Linked DNA regions of Mus musculus: region 1 is linked to region 2. Evidence: chromatin contacts called from public HiChIP or PLAC-seq data. All regions are on one chromosome and are shown on one strand. Each heading gives the region's core, a stretch centred on a gene start, on an enhancer-like site or on the middle of the called end of the contact. The rest is flanking DNA. Distances are from core to core; before and after follow the strand shown.

The links. HiChIP or PLAC-seq counts read pairs in DNA pulled down with a chosen protein or histone mark.
Region 1: a contact with region 2 is called in an H3K27ac HiChIP or PLAC-seq map of VIP interneurons, with 5 times the contacts expected there. The contact joins two enhancer-like sites. A contact is called at or near these places in 3 of 115 datasets of contacts at active chromatin or transcription factors (T-cell acute lymphoblastic leukemia, VIP interneurons and embryonic stem cells) and 1 of 9 other capture datasets (embryonic stem cells).

The regions. Positions count from the first base shown.
Region 1 is chr10:26,334,902-26,339,578 of GRCm38.p6, forward strand. It overlaps L3mbtl3 (L3MBTL3 histone methyl-lysine binding protein), which reads right to left. Exons shown (of 22, transcript NM_001359254.1): 7 at 4,318-4,402; 8 at 2,867-2,958; 9 at 1,332-1,436. Among named protein-coding and RNA genes, the nearest start is that of L3mbtl3, 37 kb to the right of the region's middle. Within about 2 kb of position 3,195, at least 4 of the 459 cell types and tissues checked have an H3K27ac peak or open chromatin away from gene starts, as enhancers often do. A contact at or near this core is called in VIP interneurons, where this site is marked.
Region 2 is chr10:25,569,676-25,574,500 of GRCm38.p6, forward strand. It overlaps Gm29571 (predicted gene 29571), which reads left to right. Exons shown (of 4, transcript NR_136909.1): 3 at 1,318-1,433. Among named protein-coding and RNA genes, the nearest start is that of Gm29571, 36 kb to the left of the region's middle. Within about 2 kb of position 1,941, at least 18 of the 459 cell types and tissues checked have an H3K27ac peak or open chromatin away from gene starts, as enhancers often do. A contact at or near this core is called in VIP interneurons, where this site is marked.

The DNA of each region.
Region 1 (4,677 bases), core at 1,945-4,444, 770 kb after region 2:
ATTCTCTCTCCAAGGCCCCAGCGAATCTCTTGCATGAGGTCTGTTGCTGGTGTGATTTTTGTGGTATTCCTCAGCTCCGATGACTAAAATACTCTTTCACCACAAAACCCTTCCAACAAGACCCAATGGTAAATGTGTATATATGTCACAGAAGCAAGAGGCAGACTATGCATAATGTAACATTTACATGTCTGGAAGAAAAATATCTATATCTAATTTGATGTGCAGGGAAGGTATCTAGAAGCAAGCAATAACTGTAAAGGTGCTCTCTAGATTTTGGCAAGAGGCAGATGGGACAGAGATCAGTACTCTAAGACTCCGAAATTTTAACAAAGAGCAGACAGAGTTTACAATTAAAAATCTACACTTAGTAAAATAAACCTCTAAAAAAACAGGAGTTGGGGCTGGGCTTTGTAGCTTGGTAATAGACTGCTTGCTTAGCATTCTGTGACGCTCAGGGTTCCCTCTTCAGTACCACACAGAAGTAAATACAGGAGTTAAATCCCCGCCCCTACACTCTTTCTTTCACACACAAATCTCTTAAAAGCATTTATTATTTACTGAATCTTCAAACTCAATCCTGCCTGCAGATCCTTCCCTTGAACACCCAGGCCCACAGCACCAGGGCCTCACCTCCAAAAGCAGCTAACACTGCACTATTTCTCCCAAGATCCTAAGTGCAAGACAGCCACTCAGCACTGGGCACACACCACACCGTGACCTGACTCCTTTGAGGAGAAGGTTTTAAAAGATCCATAACCTTAGTTCAAAGGAAGGAGTACTACCACAGGAGGAAAAAGAAATTTTAAAAGTCTTCTCAGTAATATAATGTAAACACTGTGTGTGTGTGTGTGTGTGTGTGTGTGTGTGTCTGTTGTGTTTGCTTCCTTCTTGAAATCTTCACACACAGAGACATTGCAAAATACCAATTAAGTATTTATAGCTATATATGTGTGTGTATGTATATGTAAGCAACATATATACATTGGTTGCTTAGCACTGTGGGAAGCTCTGGGTTCCCGCTTCAGAACCATAAAGAAGTAAATAGAGGAGTTAGTTTCCACCCCAAAGTCCTTTCTTTCACAGATAAATTTCAACTATATCAGTTCCTTTTGTCAAGAAACATACAGCATGGCAAAGACTATAGTATCTCAAAGGCGTCACTTCTAACCCCAGGTGCACCACCTGGAGAGTTAATATACATAAAAAAAAATGCTAAGCATCATGCCTCACATGTTGTAAACATTCAGCCAAGGACATTTTTCCTCATCATTAAGACCCCACGGTCATCCATCATCTCTTTTTCCAAACAAATACAAGGCGGAGCTCACCTCAGCCACAGTAAGGACGCAGTACATTGCCTGGTGGTCAGGGTCCACGCCTTCTAGCTTCATGCCCACTTTGAATCCATTTTTGTTATATGGGAAGGATTGGTGCTGAAATGCAAAGCAGCAGCAGCTTTGAGAGCGAGTTAATTTTTTATGGAATAAATGTAAGTTTAAAATACTAAAAAGATGGAGGGATCAATGACCTGAGATGAAATAATCTCCAGCTGTAATATTAAAATGATAGTCTAACAAAGTAGAGGTCAGTCAGCCATTGCCACGGGGTGAGAGACAGGGCAGAAAGGTGCATATAGCATTACAGGAAGGAAACACAAGAACTAGCAGTGCTGACCTGTCGGCAGAGACAGATCTGGTGCTTAGGGAAACACAGTGACAAGGGTGACACGTTATTGCCTTTTAATACTGACAATTTGAATCATATGATGATACTAATTTTTAAACATGTGCAAAGGTGGGATGGAGAGGTAGCTCAGTACGCAAGAACATGTGCTTTCTTCCCTCAGGGAGGGTCCAGTTTCCGTTCCCAGTTCCCAGTTCTCTTCTGCCTCTGCAGGCAACCACTCGTGGGCACCCAAACTTATTATTGAAAATAAATTGCTTTTAGAAATATAAGTTAGGGACAGGTGGATCTCTGAGTTCGAGGCCAGCCTGGTCTACAGAGCGAGTTCCAGGACAGCCAGGGCCACACAGACAAACTCTGTCTCAGAGGTGGGGAGTGGGGTAGAGTGAAAGTCTACTATGTAAGGTACAGAAAACAATTATCCAGAACAAGCTGTAATTACGATTATGTTTGAATTAAGATTCTCAATAATGATGCAATTCCTCTAATGTCCACTACACCTTTATTTTGTTTATTCATAACTAGAACGAACTCAAAGAAGTGACTTACATGGACAGAAGTACAGTCTGTGTGCTGAATCTTACTCACCAGAGCTTTGTAAATATGATCCTACTGGAGGACAGCTACTCCTGATAACTTACCTATTACCTATGGCTACCTTTATGCACATTATGGAAAAAGTTCTATTGTGGCGACACACTCCAGATGCCCTTTAAAAAGGAAATCCTATCTTAATCTGGAGACAAGAGATCCTATGCAGAGGTATACCCACTATCCACACTTTAAACTGATTTTAAATGATAGGATATTCTCATCAGGAATATGAGGTAAAGCATCTTAATAGGATGTATAACTCAATAACTCATTCTTGATCCCTCATAATTAGACATAAAGGGTATCTACTAGTTTCTCAGTAGCAGTATTCCTATAATGCAGAATGAGGGAATCCCAGTAAATGCTGAGGGGAAATTGTGAGCACGTATGCATGGGCGTGCACAGTGCTGTACACACTAATAATAATAGAGCTAATAACGGCTGCCTTGTGAGGAATCTTCCACATGCATACTCATAACAAAAATACACCCAAGTCACACTTCCTGCGCAGATAATGGGATGACAGCATGGACGTAGAGTGTCTGATGCTTTGCCTTTACACATAGCACTGCGGAAGGCCTCTTACCTCTTTGAACAGCTTCGTAGGCACAGCCACTGCTTTCTCCTCCTCCAGGTAGGAAGCCCAACACCAGGTCTTCTTGCCTTTAGGAGGCAAGCCTGAAAGACAATACACCAAATAAGAGGCTTTCCAAAGCTACGAAATCAATGAAATGCCCCAGGACATCTGTCTTCTGCAGCCAGTGGGGTTTCTGGCTCTTCCTTTCCGTGGCTGACATGTCCCTCCTTTTCTGGTCCCTGTTCCAGAGGAACAATAACTGGGAAGTCTGATGACGCACGAGGGAACGCGCTTGGCATACATGAAGAGAAGCTACAGAAAGTAACATTGTCTAGAACCGACATGGTCATGTGTTGCTTGTTCTCACGCCATGGACAGCTGGGGATAGGAAACCACTGAGTGGTTATCCAATATCTGCTCATCTTGGAGATGAAATAAACATTGATGTGGTGACAGGCAGATTCATTAGGTACAAAACAATGCATATGTGATAAAGATCAGAAGCCTCTGGATTAAATGGCTCTGGATCAGAAGGTGCTCGAACGGGGAAGGGGGGTCGGGCATGTGACAGGATCGCTCGTAGCAGCACCGGAAGCGCTTGTGAGTCCCCAGGGATGTGTCAAGCCCGTTTGGAGCACATTAACAGAAGGGAACGTGAACGGTTACGAAAAAGAAATACTGACTGAAAGCAAGGCGTACACGAGCCACCGCTTTGGAATCTCACACTGAGGGCTTTCGGAGGACAGGAGACAGAATCTGAAGGGCGAGGCAACACCACGCTACGTGACTAGAGATTTCATATACTTCCCTTAGTCACCCAAAAGGACCAACCAGACAGAAAGGTATCTTAAAGCGCCTGGATGCAGGGTCACTGGGTTCACAGCCCCTCCAGGGAAGAGTGAAGGCCTGAAGGTTGGTAGCTGGGCTGCACAGATCTCTACTGACCTCGAGCAAAGACCCGGCAGGGCACAAGCATCCGGCCATGTGAAGTAAAGCAGAGAGGAGCTTATGTGGAAATGACCTGAGAGCCAATCCCAAGAAGGAGGAGGGTTTATCCAACCAACCAGCAAGGAAGAGGACCTGAGATCGACTGGGTTTATAAGCTCTGGCTTTAAGGGAAGCAGGAAGAGACAGGGCCACTCTGGAAGCATGTGCTTGAGAGAGCACAATTGAACATGTAACATCTTGGGAAATGGGTAAAGGGGCAGAAGCAGGAACTACCCCCTTGATGGATATACTTGTAAATAAAAGGAGGTATTCCATACATACATGGTAACAACTTGAAAATTAGTGAACTTTCCTAAACGGTTACGTCAAGCCTTCGTTTTTATGGAGAAAAACCACACCAAGGAGAAACTCAAAGAATTCTCTGTGACTGTGGAGTACGATAAAAGACTGGACGTTCCTGTGACACATTTCAGGGCCACTGAGTCAGCACAACATTTCCATCATCAGCTCACCTTGCTTTAAGACGGCAGAATCCCCGCGTCTTTTCCTTCTGGCTCTCTGAGAACCCCTCAGGATCCTTCCATCTTGTTTGTTCTCCTAGAGCGAGAAAGAAAAGTTTTACATTTACAGGATCATGAGGTTGGTCTCCAGGAAAATTTTGAGGTCTGTCAAAAAGCTTTTTGCTGTGGATCTGTGTTTCCGTTTCACTTCCTAGCTCTTAAAGAAAACACTATGGTCCGCTTGAGAGCATGTTGGTTTTGAACTGAGTCACTGGAAGAGAGCATTTCCAGTTGCTCTTTGGAAGAGCTCCCTCCTCCTTAAAACATCCTGGTCTTAGCTCCATGACTCTGCCTGCTCTCCTCAGACCTACT
Region 2 (4,825 bases), core at 691-3,190:
CAGCACCATCCCACAGGCTGGGTTTCCCTATTAAATAAAAAGAGGACGGCATTTATCCTGTTTGCTTCCTGATTATAGGTGTGATGTGACCACCTTCGTCATACTTCTAACTTGATAGATTCAGTTCTCCAGTGGGCTGTCTCCCTTTGAACTGTGTGTCAAAATATATTCTTCCTCTGGCAAGTTGTTCATGTTAGGTACTGTCACGACAAAGGGAAAGCAATTAACCTATTGGTAAAGGGAAGGAGTTTGAGTGGGAGATGTAAGGGAAGGATGGAATGCTTGCCGTTTAGATGGGATGACTTTTCTTTTCTTTGTCAAAAAGATTGTTTAATCTGTATAAAGAATGAATAAGTATAAGATGCTGTTCATTTCATTAATGTAACACTTAGTTTGCCTTTTAGAGGTGGAGGAGAGGGAAGGAGGAGCTACAAGCATCTATAGAAACAGAAGAGTGATGTTGGGGTCCAGGAGTCACCCCACAAACCATACAAACACTGATCTCAGTCAGCTAGGCATAGTTTATTGAACAAACACACACCTAAAAGACTGATTGATTGGGCTGAAAGCTATGCACTGGACATTTCTCAAGGCCAGCTTATAAAGCCTAAGACCACAAAAAACCCACAATGAGCTCATATGCAGGTGACAGAAGTGCTGCCTGGTGGTTGGCCCTGACTCAAGCCATTTTAGACATAACCATTCATATTGACCTTCAATTTGATTGATTCTAAGTGAAGTGAAGCTTACGGTTGTGTCATTTCTTAAGATTAACAAACCTCATAACATATAGAACATAACAAGATATGTAGTCAGCATGACCCTGCTCCCAGTCATGTTACTGTTCTGTTTCAATGATTGGCAGCCATATTACATCAACAATATGAAATAACTGGCAGGCATAGATCAAAATGGCCACAGCTATGCTGCGGGGGGGTGGGATGGGGTAATTACCTCAACAGATAATATGTTCAGAAAAGGATGGATTTACAGAATATTGTGAGAGTAGAAAGAAGGCCATACAGAAGGCAGACGTGCAAAGATCCACTGGGTTGGACCACCAAGGGCCTGCGTGCCTGGAGTTCATCCTATCTGTGCAAGCAGGCACTCCCTTTAATACTGGTCAGTAGTAGCATGAGAATAACTCAGTTAGTACTGTAGCCAAGTGTTGTCCTTGGAGGTTGTTGTAGCATCACTGGGTTATGGTCTGGTGACTTGGGGCTTCAGAAAAAGCTTCCTGAGAGGCCAGGAGGTTGGGGAACTGAATGATTGACAGTCACACAAATTCTGAATGCTTTCTGTGTTCCCCATGTGCAGCTGAATTCCAACTATCACGACAACCATTTACACCAGTAAAATGAACCAGAGAAGTCAGTGTATCAGAACCTAAGACGGGAAAACTCTATTGGATTTCCTTTTACCTTAACTCTTAGGTAAGATGTCATTTATTCCCTTCATTCCGCCCCCCCCCCCCCACTTTTCATCTCCCCCCTCCCCGTTCCCACTTCCTAGAAGTATTCAAATGTTCATATTCATTTGCTTTCCAGATGTTATGTTTCTCTTGAAGGGAAACCATCAGATCTGTGAATGTGTGATGAATAAAACAATCCTTTCAAAGGAAAAAAAAATCACAGAAAACAATGAATGTCTTAGATGTCTTGTGAGCAGATCTCCGCAGACATCTGCTGATGGACAGCACGGGGCTACGATGGGGAGGAAGAATGGGTTTGATTAAGGAGCCTGGTGTCATGCAAGCAGGGTGGAAACAAGTCTGAAAAACCTAATCCTCTGCCTCCAACAAGCCTCATCAAGCCTGCTGGCTGAAGAAGGGCTTATTAGGTCTCTTGTTACAGGGCAGATAAGATGGCATACTAGATTTCTCACACTGGCGCTGGCAATTGATTTATTCTTCTATTCATCAAATCACTAACTAATGAGATTCGGCAGCTGTAACAGTGCAAGCATTGCCTGCTGCTTCACAGTGACCAGCTTCTCTGCTGTTCTGTAGTACTCACCGTGCCTTTCGTCTCTGCTCATTCTTTGTTAGCTTTCCCCAATTGTGTGCCCTTTCTGTACTAATGGCAGATAAAACAAGTCACAGGGGATTTTTCTCATCAATTATTTTTAAAGCAAAGTCTTTGGTGTTGATATTACAAGTGAGACAGTAGAAATGTTTGCCTTTTGAATCATTAGAAAGGACTGGTCACTGGTACTAACATAGCAGAGCCTTCCCTACAGTATTTTCATGGTGTTCATTAATATTGCTCAAGTGCAAAATGTGGGATCATCAGAATATTGAATGGTTGTGGGATAGACCTTTGAAATAACTGGAGCAAAGGCTCCTGAGAGTGAGAAAATCGATCCCTTGTTAGTGGCATCTTTCCCAGATCTCTAACTTGCTCACCACTCTCTTTGCCTGGCTGGTTTTAATATGTTCTTCACCTTAGTGCTTGTGTATTTTCTTGTTGAAGACAACGGCTATGCAGATACTGTATCTGTATAAGGGGTTTGAAGACCCTTGACAAGGCTGACATTTGAGTAAATGAGACTTCACATGCCATAGAGTCCTGGAAGACTCTATGGAGATTCTTCCATTCCCGTGTAAGTCAAGAATTATGGTCCATATAGTTTCCGGGGAAGTCAGAGCCTACTTCTGGGGTTCTCAGTCTCATTAATAAAAACTTAAGAGCAGAGGCACAGGAAGCTTGAAGACAATTTTATTAGGTTTAAAAAGAAAAGAAAACAGCAAAAGCAATCAAATGGGGCAGCCAAGATGTAAATCTCGGCTGATGCTAGGAGGAAGAGAATGGAAATAGAAGAAAAAGAAGCCATATAATCTGAATTAAGTGGGCATAGAAGCCAGCTATAGTGTGAGACAACCATAGAAAGGAAGGGAACTTTAGAAAAGGGGGAAAGGAGCACCAAGTGCCAGAAAATTCAGGCTTAGGCTCTAACCAACATCTGGAGAAAGAGACAGAAAAGAAAAAATGAGAAGTTAGGCCTTTCTGAATCAGGACTTAGAAAGGCAGGCAGACCCCACAGGACCTCAAAGTAGGGACTGTGCCAGGGGTGGGAATTTGGAGAAGGGAAAGTGCGGCATCTCATTAAAAGACTAAGCTGCCTTCCTAGGTGTGGTCCCTGAACCAGGTCAATGACCTGGAGTAAGAGACAATAGCATTTCTCAAACTAGACATAGATCTCACTCTTTTGGCTAGTTAGGAACAGCTTTTCCCTAAGGCTCTTCAATGCTACTCTGACATGCTGTGTATTGGTGTGATGGTTTGAATATGCTTGCCACAGGGAGTGTCATTATTTGGAGGTGTGGCCTTGTGGGAGGAAGTGTCTCACTGTGGGCATGGGCTTTAAGACCCTCGTCTTAGCTGCCATGAAGGAAGTCTTCTCCTAGTAGCCTTCAGATAGAGATGTAGAACTCACAGTTCCTCCTGTTCCATGCCTGTCTGGATGATACCATGCTCCTGCATTGATGATAATGGATTGAACCTCTGAACCAGACCCAACTAAATGTTGTCCTTTACAAGAGTTGCCTTGGTCATGGTGTCTGCTCACAGCAGTAAAACCCTAAGATAACTAAAGACAGTATTAGTAAATTAAACAGTACTATGGTGAGAAAGGCCTATGCCATGGGCCTACTTTTGTGATAAGAGTATTATCAGGATTTCTTGGATTCTTAAAGCTTTATGAAGATGAGCCAGTGTAAATATATATCAAAAGCACGTTAAGGCATCAATTCTCAAGCTGTCTGACTTTATTTATATGCAAGAAAATTAATTTATTCTCATGACTTTCAGAAACAATGCTGAACAAGATGTGGACTGTGAATCAAAGCTACAGAGCCTTGCACATGCCCAGGGAACTGTCCTAAGAAAATATAGGAAAATGGAAATATAACTGATACACAAGTGGGAAAGGATCAATGTTTTAAATAAATAATATCTCTGATATTATTTATAGCTGATATTTCTACAAGTCTGTGCTTGTTGTACAAAATTAAGCTCTCTCAAGGACACCCACTTACAATGATGTCTTTGACAAATCCAAGATACAGACTTATTCATGGGAGACCCTGAACTGCTTTGATCGTATGTGGCATCCCAGGCAGTCCCAGAAAAAAATGTAAAACCAGACATTTTGGCATTTTCTGAACATACGCTAAAGGAAAAACGAGCCACGAGAATTACAAGTGAGCGAAGGGAACACTGAGGGCGTCTGGGGATGAAGCTGGGGTTGCTTATTGGGGTGGTCTTCCCTGTGCTCACTCGGAAAACAGAAATACTCTCTGTACAACTCTTCTTATTTTGTTTGTCGAAGTTCAGCAGCTCGTTTTAAATCTGCATGGCACCTCAGAACTGGAGTTGTTTCAGAGGAGAGGTTCCAAGCTTCTTTGTATAGACTCCAGGCTGTGAAATCTGGAAAGGGCTATGCTGTGGAGTACAGTCAGAACGAAGTTCCCTGTGGCTGGGCAGTGTATTAGCTTTCATTCAATGACTTACTTTCACACTAGGGAGGACAGATTAAAAAGGCCTTCTAGCATTTTTCACTTCTTACAGAGCTTTTAATAATAATAACTGTTGGATAGAAATAGCCATTAATATCAGCCCAACTTTCCTCTTATACGGCGCTTCTCTCCATTTGGAAGAATGTAGAACACTGGTTCTCAACCCTTCTAATGCTGTGACACTTACATAAGGTTCCTCATGTTGTGGTGACCCTCAACCATAAAATTATTTTTGTTTCTACTTCATAATTGTAATTTTGTTGTGAATCTTAATGTGAATCCATGTTTTCTGATGGTCTTAGGTGACCG